Linked DNA regions of Anas platyrhynchos: region 2 is linked to region 1. Evidence: chromatin contacts called from public Hi-C data. All regions are on one chromosome and are shown on one strand. The core of a region is the stretch at or near the end of the contact, and the rest is flanking DNA. Distances in the headings are between cores, read along the strand shown.

Region 1 (6,604 bases), core at 1,244-3,743:
AACCTTCATCTTCTTGTAAGTGGGTTCACAGGTTTTCCATTGAATGTGACCAAACATACCAAACATACTTGCATGCTGACAGGTGGGGTAGCTATTCTCCCCTTGGGGCAGGGTTGGTAGATCTTCAGTAGTAGGTAAAAACATGTCTGTTGCGCTGAGTAATTGCTGCTGGGAAGAGCTTGCTTCAATAGTCTTTTTTAGCCAGGCTGACAGTGAAGCTGGCTCTTCCCTTTGTATCTGTTTCTGATGAAAATTGAAAGAATCAACTGAAAAAAAAAAAAAATTAAGGATCCTAAACAGACTGAGCAGAATGTTTAGAACTTTGAGAGTTTAAAGTTTCAGGTCACCAGAGAAATTATTAAGTAGGTACCTTAAATGCCTTAAGTAGGCACCCTTTTCACTGTCACAATCACTAGTTTTTACATGTGAACTAGTGCATTTGGGCATAAAATGAAAAGAAAATAACTTAGTTCTGTTTTTAGTTTTGCCTCAGGAGGTGGATTAATGAGTTGGTCCAAGCTTAGGCTGGCTCCTGACATCTCTAGGCTTGTGTACCTGCTACTGTCTGTCCTTGGACATCCTTGAATAGGATGTCTGAACTCGGATTCACAAGCAGGGACACTTCACTTTGAATAACTGCAGTGGTTCACACCCCTGCTGTCCCACTTGCTGCTCTTTGGGGATGCTGCAGTTGTTCATGCTGCAGTTGCTGGGTGTTTTGTTTGATGTTGTTTTTTGGAATATTTTTCCATTTACAGTCTGCAGTGTTGACATCAAAATCTGTGATATTTATCTTCAGAGTGTTGGATTCCAAACTGCAGCATTACAGATACTGCCCCACAAGCTCTCTACTTTCATAACTGTTTTTTGTTTTTTTTTTTTTTTGTAAGCAAATAATGACATTTTGTATATTGCAAAGTAACTAGTAAATAAACAAATCAGTTGAATTTGTCCACTGAAGGACAAGATCCTTATTCTTTTAGCGATATGTGGGGATCAACACATCCTCAAGCAGTGCAGAACAAAATGTAAAGGCTGTCCTTGAACCCGAAGCCCTGCTGTCCATGACCCTTGTTTTTTTGCTCTTCAGTGGAAAAACTTAGTGTGAAAAATTGAGTCATATTAATGTCTATCTGTCACACAATAATCAAGTGTCGTGGTTTTGTGAGTTTCAGAACCCAAAATTTCTTTGTAAACATGAAGTCCTTATATTAGATTACCAACTTAATATAACAAAAAGATTACCAGGTTCACATAAGGAAACATAAACAATGGCAACAACTAAAAGGTCATTATAATTAATTTTGTGATTATAAACAATGGCAACAATTAAAAGGTCCTTATAATTAAATTTATAATTATATTTTTACATGATTCATATATATTAATGTATTTTACGTGTTGAATGTATTTTGTAAATGATTAACTGTGTTTTATAAAGTGTGTGACTTTTATATAAGGCACTAATTGAAATCCCTGTCTTTCTGAAGTGATTATTTATCTAGCTACAGTTGAAGCCTTTCTTTGTAGTTAAAGTAACATAGATATATTTGGCACCTTGACTATAAACACATTTGAAGCTTTCCCTCCACTCCAGTCATTGATGAAGGTCCAGTTCACTTTATTAAGTAATTCTTTTCATGCACCAAATTTGTTATTTCGAAGCACGAAGTGTTATTTCAATTATTGATTTCTAATAATGATTTTTCATTGCCAGAAGAAATTCTCTGTTGAATTGGAGAAGGCTAAAGAAAGTCTTTCAAGTCTTTTCAATATTCCAGGCAAGATGTCTCTTTCAGAGCATTTCTGTGGTCTCTTGCTCTCTTAAGCTATGTGATGACAAAGGTAAAAAGGCAGACATTGTTAAGTGCATCAGCTCCTTCAGACCCCAAGTTAGCTCTCACAGTGAGGCCAGCAAAATTCTTATATTGCCTCTGTATGTCAAATATGTTATGAACCACCAATCGCTGTGTTTACTAGAGTGTTGTTGAAAGTTCACAAATTGTAGACATTTTTTTTGCAGTTGTGAATGTCATAGTGTTGTGACAATCTTCTCCTAGAAGACTGTCATTAAAATGTGAGGTATCTTGGAAATCTTACACCTATTTAGCATGTGAAATTTGTAGCATCTTTTAAGAACAGCTACATAAAGTACAAGATAAATCACTGTAAGAAACATCCCCGAACATAGTGCACTTGGGACAAATCAGGCATCCTGTGGTTATTGCTTCTCTTTCTTCGCTTTGATTGTATGCAGTTCCTTTAAGTCACTACCCCAATGTAAATATTTCAGGGTCAAATCAACTTGTGTGGCACAGAGCTGAATAATATTGTCTTATCTTTCTACTGTATTTTTCATCCGTGTTCATAGACCAGCATGTAACTACATCATCCTGGAAAGAGCATCCTGGAAAGCTCTGTGCAAGGTATGAGCAGGTATGTGCTGCAGCTACAGCACACGAAGATACAGCCTTTGGTAACTGCTGTGGCGAACCGCTAGAGGCTGCTAAATAAACGCAGCCCACAGCCTCAGCCCTTAAGGAAGACGGATGAGATCATGGGTACAACTGAGGAAAAAAATATTACTAGAGAAGTTGCCTGAAAGACAATGCATTCTTCCCATTGGGACAGTAAGGAGTTACAGGAATAGAAGAAGAAAAAAAAAAAAAAAGTGGAGATTTCCGTTTCTGATTTCTGGGTTATTTTATTTGCTAGCTATGAGCTTTAAAAGCTGAAGACAAGATCTTGCTGACTAATGCTATTTCTATTACTCATAGGCTACTCTGCTTAATTAAATTGAGGGAAAAAAAAGAAAAAAGAAAAAAAAAAAAGCCTGAATCCCTGAACTTAAATTATATATATACATCAGAAAAACATCTAAAACAATGTAGACATGAGTTCTGTTAACCAGAATGGATCAGACAATAGGAGTAAGTTGCATGTACCAGAATCTAGAGACAGATACAATGGAAGAACAAAGAAAGTATCAGAGGCAAATGTGGGCTCTAAAATGGCCTCCCAAAACGGTGGTAATCTGAATATCCCGAAATACACATCAGCAAATTTAGTACTGTGGAGTCGAAAGAACGGTGAAGTCAGAAGCTTACTAGTAGCACAGTGCTGATTCATCTGGGGTGTTAAATGTTGCATCAGTTAAGCAACAATTGAGAAAGAAGCTGTTTCCTGGAGATTAACGGGTGATGGGGAAGGCTTAATGGCCTGAGGCTGCTTTTGTTATTAAAAGGTGGGATGGGGAAGAAAAATCCTGGCTGCACAGTATTTATTCATGAGCAAAGCTTGCTAGCAAATAGGGACAGGATGTTCCTAAAATGACTATAGCAGTCGTCAGATTGGAGCCCCTTCTCAAAAACCTGAATTTCTTTATAGCAGACTAAAATTATGCTTACAGCAACTGTTTAAAGGGTTTGTCTATGCACACTGCTATAAATAAATCTGTTTGGAAGTACCTAAGGAGGACAAGCAGAATGCATGTGCTTGTGCATCTGATGTGTTGAAAAGATCTGTCTCCATACCATCAAGCTTTTGTGATATTCTGGGAAACAAACACTGACAGTCTTGTCCAAGATCATTTTCTTTCTCATATTTTGATTTTTATAGAAAGTTTAAGGACAGTGCTGTTCTGTTCTACTTCTCCAGCTGTTACATGTGTGTGTTCTCACTCTAAAAAGATTTGAAAATGTAAGATTCAAAAAGTAATGTAAAGACTACACAGAGGCTAATTGGTTGCTATGGATATTTAAAATAATACTGCTAAGCAGCTATGAGTGCATGACTCATTAATGGAGAGTTGGCTTCTTACTGCTTAATCTCATTTTATTGCTTTGCCTCCTTCCCTACATGCATCTATAAAGTAACTTTTACGTCGTTAGACCAGTATGGAGGCATAGTCTGTAGGAGGCACTGATTAGGATGTGTGCCATAATATTCTAGTTAGGAAATCTTAAGGAAGTCTGTTCTTTATGGCACCTCTCATACTAACATATTTGTTTGAAGGACCCTATAAGGGCACAATTCCATGATCGTTCTTCTGGGCAGCAGTACTTGCAAAAGCAGCAGCATTTCTAAACCCAGCCTGCCCCCCCAAAAAAAGAAAAAGGATGTGAAACTGCAACTTAATTTAACTAAAAGATAGTTTGGGAGTCGAAGTCTTAATAAAACAGCTTTATACTCGTGGTTACAAAGACAAAATCATCCTTTTTTTTTTTTTTTTTTTTAAAACAGGTAATGAAAGGGATGTTGCATCACTGTAGAACAAAGTTAAGTTGGTGACCAAAAGGTGTTTTACTGGTGATTTAACAAGTTGCACTGGCTGAGCTTGAGTCTGACCACAGCAGGTATACAGAAATGGGATATGTGAAGCTGGGAAAGAAAAGAATGGGGAAACAAGAAGGACTTCCCACTTTTGCTGGTGGTAATTTCAAAAATTGCTTAGAAAAGTTTTGCTTGAAAAGGTAAATGTCAAACTAAAACTTCCTGATCAGAGTTTAAGTTCAGAATTCAATTCAAGCTTGCAGATGTTGTTCATAACATTGAACAGGTTATGTGAGCCTGTTCAAACCATTAAAGTTTCAGATTTAGGTATGAATACCTATCTTAAAGTTTCTCTTGCTAATATTATGCAATGAAACAATACATACAAAATGCAAATGCCCTCAGTCAAGTACGCAGTAATCTTACCATGTACACTAAGATGAAAAGTCACAGAGCAGTGTATCAGTTTAAGGAACTGCTAAGATCATAGTAAACTGTAGCCCAGTATTCTCTTTGCAACGCTGCTGACACTTTTAAATATGCTACCACCTATAACCAGTTTGTGTCCTGTCATCTGGAGTACTTCTGAACAGCAGAAAAGATCATGTGAACGCTCCCCAGCACTGTACAGGAAAAATCATCTCAAATGTCTTAAAACACTTTTGTTGGCTGTTGAAAGTAAAGCAGATGACTTTGAAGGAAATTAGATGGGATGTACATGCCCTGGTCTGACAAACCCATAGGACTGTACTTTCTTCTGTGGAAGCTCAGATAAGCAAATGGGATTTATTGGTTTCAGCTGACAAAACTGTTCAAAGTAATCTATAGCAGGTCAGGAAACCTATGCCTTACTCTAAGGCTGAATAGATCTTCGAAATGTTTTTGGCAGGCCAAATATTAGTACATACTTCTGTATTAACTAGTAACAATTTGCGCTATGAAAAAGTGATTGGCTGTAGGTCCCACAAGAACTGGATTAAGTTGTGAATTGTGTTCACCTTCTGGATCATAGCTTGACTACCCTGACCTACATTAGTAGAACACATTCAAGCAGAGGATGCCATGTTACTCAGCTGTGAGGGTTAATGCCCTGACGATGAAAGTTAAACTGAGCAAACAAATGGACATTTGCCATTTACCATATGTGATGCAGTGTTTCTATTAACAAACACTGCTACTACTGATTGTTCCTATGGACTATAAATTCTTTCCAGAACTACAACTCAAGATAAAAGATTCATTTTTTTTCTAAGAAGTTTAAATTCTCCTTTTTGCCTCCTTCCTCCTTGAGACAAGCTATTCAGCAGTGCTACAGCAGCAGAAGTACATTTGTCCTCTTGGCTTGGGTGTATTGTGCATGCACTGCCTAAGAACACTTTCAAAGGTGACCTAATTCTGGGTGGGCTATAAACAAAAACACTTGTTTAAAACAGGAAAGAGAATATCCATGGCCTCTTCAAGGTTTGTGTCTATCACCCTTATGTTATGAAAGTCTCATATCTGATTCCCACGTCATTTTATATGTATATAAACATACCTATTTTGTATTTAAAATTGGATATGTCTATTATCCTGTGGTTTTCTTTGTAGTGCATATGAAGTGTGAGACTTATTACTGTTTGAACATGCCTCCTGTATGTTTTTAGATACAGCTACATGTTTTGATACACTTCTTCAAGGTAAAAAAAAAATAAAAAATCAAAGCCAGAGACCATATAAACCTGGGGGGAAAAGTCTGATCATTGGGAGGTATTCAATTGTCATCTTCCCAAGACATTAAGGAGAATTGTTAGAATTAAGATGAGGGAAGCATGAGAAACAGAAGGCTAAACTGTGCACACAACTGTTGAACAGTTTTCTTCCAAACAAAAACAAGAATGTTTTTATGTCAAGTGAGTCATTTAAGGTTGACTTTGCTAATCTGAAGGTGTTAGTCAGTAGAGTGGTCCAAAAGCAGAAGTAGTCTAAGTGCAGCTTAATGTTACATGTTTATTTCATGCAAATTAATGCAAATTCATATATAAATATGAAGCCATAGGAGAAAATCCATGTTGAGGTTTTGGTTCAGATGTTAGCACCTACTATTTGATTAGAAGGTGAGACAGTAACTGCAGAGCACTAGTGTAGGATACTATGCCACTACCATCTTTCAGTGAATTTCTCATGAGACATTATTTTTTTCATGAGGAAACAAATGCATTACCATACTGTGTTTGCCTAAAGGCCTTCCCCATTAATTTCAGCTTTATAGGGCATAATTCTCTGCCTGCCTAAACCAATGTGTGGCCTTGTAGAGGTTAAATGACAGTTATGTTCCATTAATATAATTCTG
Region 2 (6,866 bases), core at 4,184-6,683, 45 kb after region 1:
AGTTATCTTTCTTTTCTTTACTGAAATGAGTAGCAGAATTAGAAGAGTCTCAACTACAAATATGCTCTGTTTTTTCAAGTTAAATGACTTGTAAATTGAAACTTGGAAAGATAATGGAAAACCTAGATTAAAGCTTAATTTTGCTTCTTTTTTTCTTTCTGTGCAGTAGTAAATCTGAAACAGTGGACAATGAGACAGTAATACGTGCCAGAGGTTTGCCATGGCAGTCTTCAGACCAAGATATTGCCCGATTTTTCAAAGGACTGAATATTGCTAAGTAAGAGAATAAGAATTTGTCTTGCCTTTATCGCTTGGTGTTTAACATCAAATGTGTTTAATATTTAGTGTGTGCATTCTCTCTCACACACATGCATGCACAGAAGTGCTTTCTTATATCTTTCCCACCTCCAGCACCTTCCCACCTCATGTTCATGATAACTGAGTAGGTTTACCAGCTTAACTGTGCAAGAAAGAATTGAATTGAGAACAAAGGTTCTCAGGCTCTTAGCTGTGCAATTCACAGTTCCTGGGTAAACTAAGGCTGGAGATGTGATGGCCTTAGCTTATTTAAAAAATAAATTAGTTAGAACCAATCAGTCAGATAGTAACATGTTGAAAGATGATTCAAGCTTTGAGACTGTATTTGTCCCATGTTACTTTTAGGAAGATGTGCATGCAAAATACCTTGCTATTTAGATAATGCTCTATCATACATACAATGACAACTGTACAAAAAGACCTCTTATTATGCACCTCCCCCCCCCCCCCCAAATTCAGTCCTGCCAGTTCAGGAAAAAGATGTTCCTGTGTTTCTATTGTATGTTATTTCTAGCTTGCTAACGTTGCATTTTAGGATGATATCAGCTCTTTTGATTCTTAGAACCTCAGATAAAAATTGATTTCTCTGTGAAATTTCTGTGTCAGAGAGGGTAGAAGATAATTTTTTTTTTTTTGATTTACAAATGAGTACACTAAGGCTTGGAGGGGTTTCAGAAGCCTGTTGTAAGTTTTCTTTTTTTTTAATATGAATATTTTCTAGAATAATCTTGTTGCCTACTTGCAAGACTTAAAAGCCAAATAAATGTTTTTTGAAGTGTGTGAAAAAGAAAGGAGATATGATTTGAAAACCAGGATACATTCATTTATTGCTAGTAACTACAGGGAGAAATTCCTACTGCGTCAGTCAAGGAAGAGTCCAAGGCATAACAGAAGCTTTAGTTTTGTGCTAACATATCAGTATTCTAGTATAACTCCTAAGCAGGCCAGATTCAGAAACTTCCAAGTGTTCTTCAGAAGAAATTTTCATATGATTGTTTTGTGTGGGTGTGTACATGTGAAGTGATTCATTCTAATGTAACGTACCTGCCAATATATATTCCAGGTATTCAATGCAGAGTAAATATGATTGATTTGTTCCTGTAGGTGTATGAGGAAATTCAAACCTGAATCTGAGACGATAGGAAGGGGTTACAGAAATACACCTGCATGGACATTGAAAAAGTGACAAACAGCATGAGATCCAACATCTCACTTTTTATTTTATTGGCTTTACATTCCAGAGGTGGTGTGGCTCTTTGTCTGAATGCTCAAGGAAGAAGAAATGGTGAAGCATTAGTTCGGTTTGTCAATTCTGAACAGAGAGATTTGGCACTGGAAAGACATAAGCATCACATGGGTAGCAGATACATTGAGGTAAAAAGTAATGACTTGAAGCAAATCTTTGGAGAGCAAAGAGTATGGTTTTGAATGAGAACTATGCATGCTCCTGTATTGCTCTAAATAACAAAAATACACTCATACGTGAAATAGTTGAATACTGTAATTTTCATGTATGGATTTTGTTTTCTTTAAGGTTTACAAAGCAACTGGGGAAGAATTCTTAAAAATTGCAGGAGGTAAGTGATGCTGGAGTTCAGTATAATTATTCAAGTTCATAGGCACATTCTAGTTCTGATACCTCTCTGTTGTGGTTTAACCCAGCTGGCAGCTAAACACCACACAGCCATTCACTCACACTCCCCCCTCCCTGTCTGGGATAGGGGAGAGAAAAGGGAAAGTGAAGCCTGTGAGTTGAGATAAAGTCAGTTTATTAAGATAGAAAAATAATAACAATAATAATAATAACAATGATGATAATAGTACTGCTACTAATAATGCGTACAAACAAGTGATGCACAATGCAATTGCTCACCACCTGCTGACCGATGCCCAGCCTAACCCTGAGCAGTCCGGCCCCCCCACCCCGGCTAGCCACCCCTATAGATAGTTCAGCAGCATGACATATGGGATGGAATACCCCTTTGGCCAGTTTGGGTCAGCTGTCCTGGGTCTGTCCCCTCCCAGCTCCTGCTGCACCCCCAGCCTGCCCACTGGCAGGACAGAGTGAGAAGCTGAAACGTCCTTGGCTTGGTGTAAGCACTGCTCTGCAACAATTAAAACATCAGCATGTTATCAGCACTTTTCTCATCCTAAGCCAAAACACAGCACCCTACCAACTACTAGGAAGAAAATTAACTCTGTCCTAACTGAAACCAGGACACTCTCTTGGCTGAGGACACAACTAATGAAGTAGCTTTTCCTGTTTTGCTTTCTAAGAATCCTTGACCCTGTGAAGTTTTGGTTTCATGTGGTTGCACTTGAGCTGTGATGTTTGTAGGCTGGGCTTGGTGTTTGGGAGGAAGGGGAACCTTTGGGGCAGAAGTGTCTATGTACCTCACTAATCTCTTCTTTGTTACAATTTCATTAAAATGTGTAAGACTTTAAGGGTAAGGGGGGTCTCACTTCAAAATAAATTACTGTGAGTTAATATTGTCTCAGGTCTTGTGTGTGTTTGTTGCTAGCTACTTACCCCCTGTGTTGCTCCTTAATGCTTTTCTGTTCCTCTGTCATATGGAATTGGCTGACTGTATGTTAATATCTTCCTACCAGGTACCTCCAATGAAGTTGCCCAGTTTTTATCTAAAGAGAATCAAGTTATCATCCGGATGAGAGGCCTTCCATTCACTGCTACTCAGGAGGATGTGTTGGGGTTCCTGGGGCCAGAGTGCCCGGTCACAGGAGGGAAAGAGGGACTTCTCTTTGTCAAGTACCCAGATGGCAGGCCCACAGGAGATGCATTTGTATTGTTCTCCTGTGAAGAATATGCACAGAATGCACTTAAAAAGCACAAAGAAATCCTTGGAAAACGTTACATTGAACTCTTCCGGAGCACAGCAGCAGAAGTCCAGCAGGTTGTAACTATTGGCTGTGAAACTCAAAACAGTTAAATATTTATTTAAATGATCACATGCACATATTGTAGACAATCATGTAAGTTGTCTATATTAAAGATGTCAAGCTCTAGATAGGGCAACATGTGCTTACTGCTTGGCATGGAAAAGGGTACAGCATTGTTTTGTGTGTGTTTTTTCTTTTTTTTTTTTGCATTTACTGCCACTTTTTTTTTTAACATTCCCCAGATCATGAAGTAAAAACCATTGGATAATTTTCTTCCACTTAAAGATTGACTGAAATCTCAAAAATAATTCTAAAAATGTACTAGATTAATAGTATTTCAGTAATACTGATTTGAAGTCTGCAGTATTGTCTTTTAAAATCTGTTTCCTATGCACAGAATTTAACATGAAATTCAAATCTGGCTACATCAAAAGAGCTTTTCCTACAGTTCTTTTGTTGGACACTAGGAATTACTAGGATGTATCTGATATTTGGTGAAGGGAAGTGAGATATCTCTCTTCCTAAGATAATGTATTTCATTTTTTTCTCCTTTTCTTGACCAGTTTTTAATCATGATCATCTTCTTAAACTGGTAAACTACCGTTTCATTTTGGCACCCGCAACTTGAACCCTTAAAAAACATCACATACTAAATTTTTCTTCGTGACATAATATTTCTATACTGATAATGCCAAAATTGTGGAAACCATTATGAGATTTCATCTGGCCTTTGCATAAACATTGGCTATAAAGCTTGCATACAGTTACTGTTTGTTACTATCTGAAATGAGAAGCTTTTTCCATAAAAGTGATGGGGCATGGGAAAAAATATTCACACACGCAGACCTGCCATTTACCTATAGTACTGTTGCATGGAGAATACAACAGTCAAGAATCTGATAATGAATATTATGAAGACTAAGCAAAATGCCATGGTGAAACTTATTTTCTCCTCAATTCTGCTTTGCTGAAAAAATGAGGCAAAGTCCTCAAAGGAACAAAGCCACTGTGTTCACAGTGACCGGATCTTTGTTCTTGTTTCTGTTAGGGAGACCTGGGTAAAACCCATGCTCTTTCAATATGTCATTACTTCTTCCTCTAGGTCAGTTTTCTAAGGTGACACCCTAGTTTTTTACTGCTTGAGCAAGAGATGATTCTTAGGGAATTAAAGGCAACTTGTTTGTGTAAAGACAGCTTTCATCTATTTAAATTAACACAAAGTGATTGCAATATTCTATACGCAATGAGGGGAGATTTCTGGCCTGAAATGTGCTACAAGAATAGATTCTTGAAAAAAAGCTTCTATCAAGACAAACTCAATAGGCTTGATCGTTATTGACAATACTAAAGCTTTATTATCTTTGCCTTGGTGCGTCTTTCAGTGGAATGTGTTTATTTCTGATAATCACTGCTAAATATGTCTTTCAGCAATAAACCCCAACAGCAAGTTAGGTTCCCTCTGTCACAAGGGGATGAGTCAAGAGAAAATAAAATGTTGAGACCAAGGTCTCCTGTAGCTTTTTTTTTTTTTTTTTTTTTTTTCCAGAAGCCCTGTACTTCAGCATGGTTGTTTTGATTAATTAAGGTGTTTGTTTATTAACCTATCAGGTCTATGAAAGAATTAATCTTTTTACTTATTATTTATTTCAGATCTCAGTTCTTTTAAACTAGATGTTTTTAATTTACTGTAATTTAAGTATGAAGTGTAAGTGACAAGACTGGTGTATTAGTGTGAACGTTGTTTTCAGATGTTCCTTTCTGGGAAGCTGTCCACAGTAATTTGGTTCAAGAAGGCATTTTCTCTGGTATTGGAAATGGATTTATTTAAACATATGAAATACTATTGTGAGAACTGATTTGTGCTCAACCAGATGATGTGTAAATCTCTATCAGTGTCTTTTTTTTCATTCCCTACAGGTACTTAATCGATACATGTCAACACCTCTTATTCCCACCCTCCCAACTCCCATCATTCCTGTCATACCCCCACCATACACAATTGCCACGGGTAGCATACGTGACTGTGTCCGGCTCAGAGGCCTTCCTTACACTGCTGGCATTGACGACATCCTGGAATTTATGGGAGATGCCACAGCTGATATCAAGCCCCATGGGGTTCACATGGTCCTTAATCAACAGGTAACAGCATTTTGCACAGGAGAGCTGACTTTCCAGTTACTGAACCAAATTAGAAGTCATGGTATCTTATTTGCTATGCTTTAGGTCTTCCATAACCTTGACAAAATACTATCTTCTGTTTGACTTTTTCCTTTCTTCCCCAGCACTTCTCCCTACCTTCCCCCATACATGCTTGCTTTTCTTTCTATAACATCCGTATGCCTAAAATGGGAGGAGGTTGAAGCTTGTGGCATGTTTTCTTTGACTAATAGCTTTGTCCTTGAGGCTGCCTTAAATATTCCCTCGTGTTTCAGTCAAATTCTGGAAATACACAAGATGGAAATGGCTCATGTAAGATGGCGTATCTGCCTTGTTCACAGTTTGTGCTCAATCACAGCTGTGTTCTATAAGCCCATTTGTGGAAAAATCATTTTTTTTCTAACTTCATTAGAGACTTATCAGGGTTTAAAGGAATCTGATAATTAAAGTTATGTTTTGGATATATTTTAATGATGTAACCATGAGGATTTCTTTTGTTCTTGTCATCTTGTGTAAAAAATATACTATTGGTCACAGAAACATTGAGGTATTATCCTTAAAGGAAACAAATGAGGGAGATCTACTACATGTACCTCTCTACCCTCTGGAGATGCTTAAAATTCAAATGGAGAAGACCACGATTGGCCTGATGTAACCTGAATGTGTTAGCTAGCTCTGCTTTGGTTTGGATAAGAGGCCTTCAAATTCTGTTTCCATACCAAATTATTCTACGTTTCCTTCTGGAAAAAGGAAGTAGTATTAAGTTAAGGGTGTTGGCTACACAAGTCTTGCCTTTGCTTCTAAAAATAATTGTTGACATGAGGAAGAACACTAATTTGCTTTTCTAAGAACAAAATCTTAATACTTTCTATGTTTCTTTTGCTCTTGTTGTTCTAAAAGCACTTTGATTTAAGATTTTTCTTTTTCATAGGGACGACCATCAGGTGATGCTTTTATCCAAATGAAATCTGCTGACAAAGCCTTTATGGTGGCTCAAAAATGTCACAAAAAAATGATGAAGGACCGTTATGTGGAAGTATTCCAGTGTTCGGGAGAGGAGATGAACTTTGTTTTAATGGGTGGCACTTTAAATCGTAGTGGCTTATCCCCACCGCCATGTAAGTTACCATGTAAGTCTGCAATTCTTCTGCTCTCTGCTGCTAAAGGCTGATATGTGGTAGGTGCTGAAGCTTTGTGGCCTTTCACCTTTTGACTTGGGTTTTGCCATGATCAATAATCATTCATCTGTATACATGCTGAGATTGGAATTGTTCCCTTTGGGCAATAATGGGACTGATTGGAGCCATTTTTATTGTGTTTTCGGTGGTGAATAGAGGGCAGCAAGGCCTTGCCAGTGAAATTGTTGCACACTTTGCTTTTTATGGGTGTACTGTTCTTCTGAGCTCTGCAGTAGACTCGCCTGTAGTGAAACCTACTTGGAATTAGAGGCATTTTTTAAAAGGGGGAGAAATTTTATATTCTAGCTGCCAATG

What was found. A called contact is a pair of places that touch in the nucleus more often than the background predicts.
Region 2: a Hi-C map of liver shows a contact between it and region 1, with 2.5 times the contacts expected there. The contact joins two enhancer-like sites. A contact is called at or near these places in 3 of 8 Hi-C or Micro-C datasets (F1 follicle, liver and skeletal muscle).

What each region holds. Positions count from the first base shown.
Region 1 is chr12:14,101,913-14,108,516 of IASCAAS_PekinDuck_T2T, forward strand. LOC106019018 (a long non-coding RNA gene) reads left to right here. Exons shown (of 15, transcript XR_011812245.1): 12 at 4,243-6,604. Among named protein-coding and RNA genes, the nearest start is that of ESRP2, 15 kb to the right of the region's middle. Within about 2 kb of position 2,494, at least 1 of the 8 cell types and tissues checked has an H3K27ac peak or open chromatin away from gene starts, as enhancers often do.
Region 2 is chr12:14,144,263-14,151,128 of IASCAAS_PekinDuck_T2T, forward strand. ESRP2 (epithelial splicing regulatory protein 2) reads left to right here. Exons shown (of 16, transcript XM_072043918.1): 8 at 167-277; 9 at 1,560-1,692; 10 at 1,853-1,895; 11 at 2,929-3,230; 12 at 5,134-5,355; 13 at 6,305-6,491. Among named protein-coding and RNA genes, the nearest start is that of ESRP2, 27 kb to the left of the region's middle. Within about 2 kb of position 5,434, at least 1 of the 8 cell types and tissues checked has an H3K27ac peak or open chromatin away from gene starts, as enhancers often do.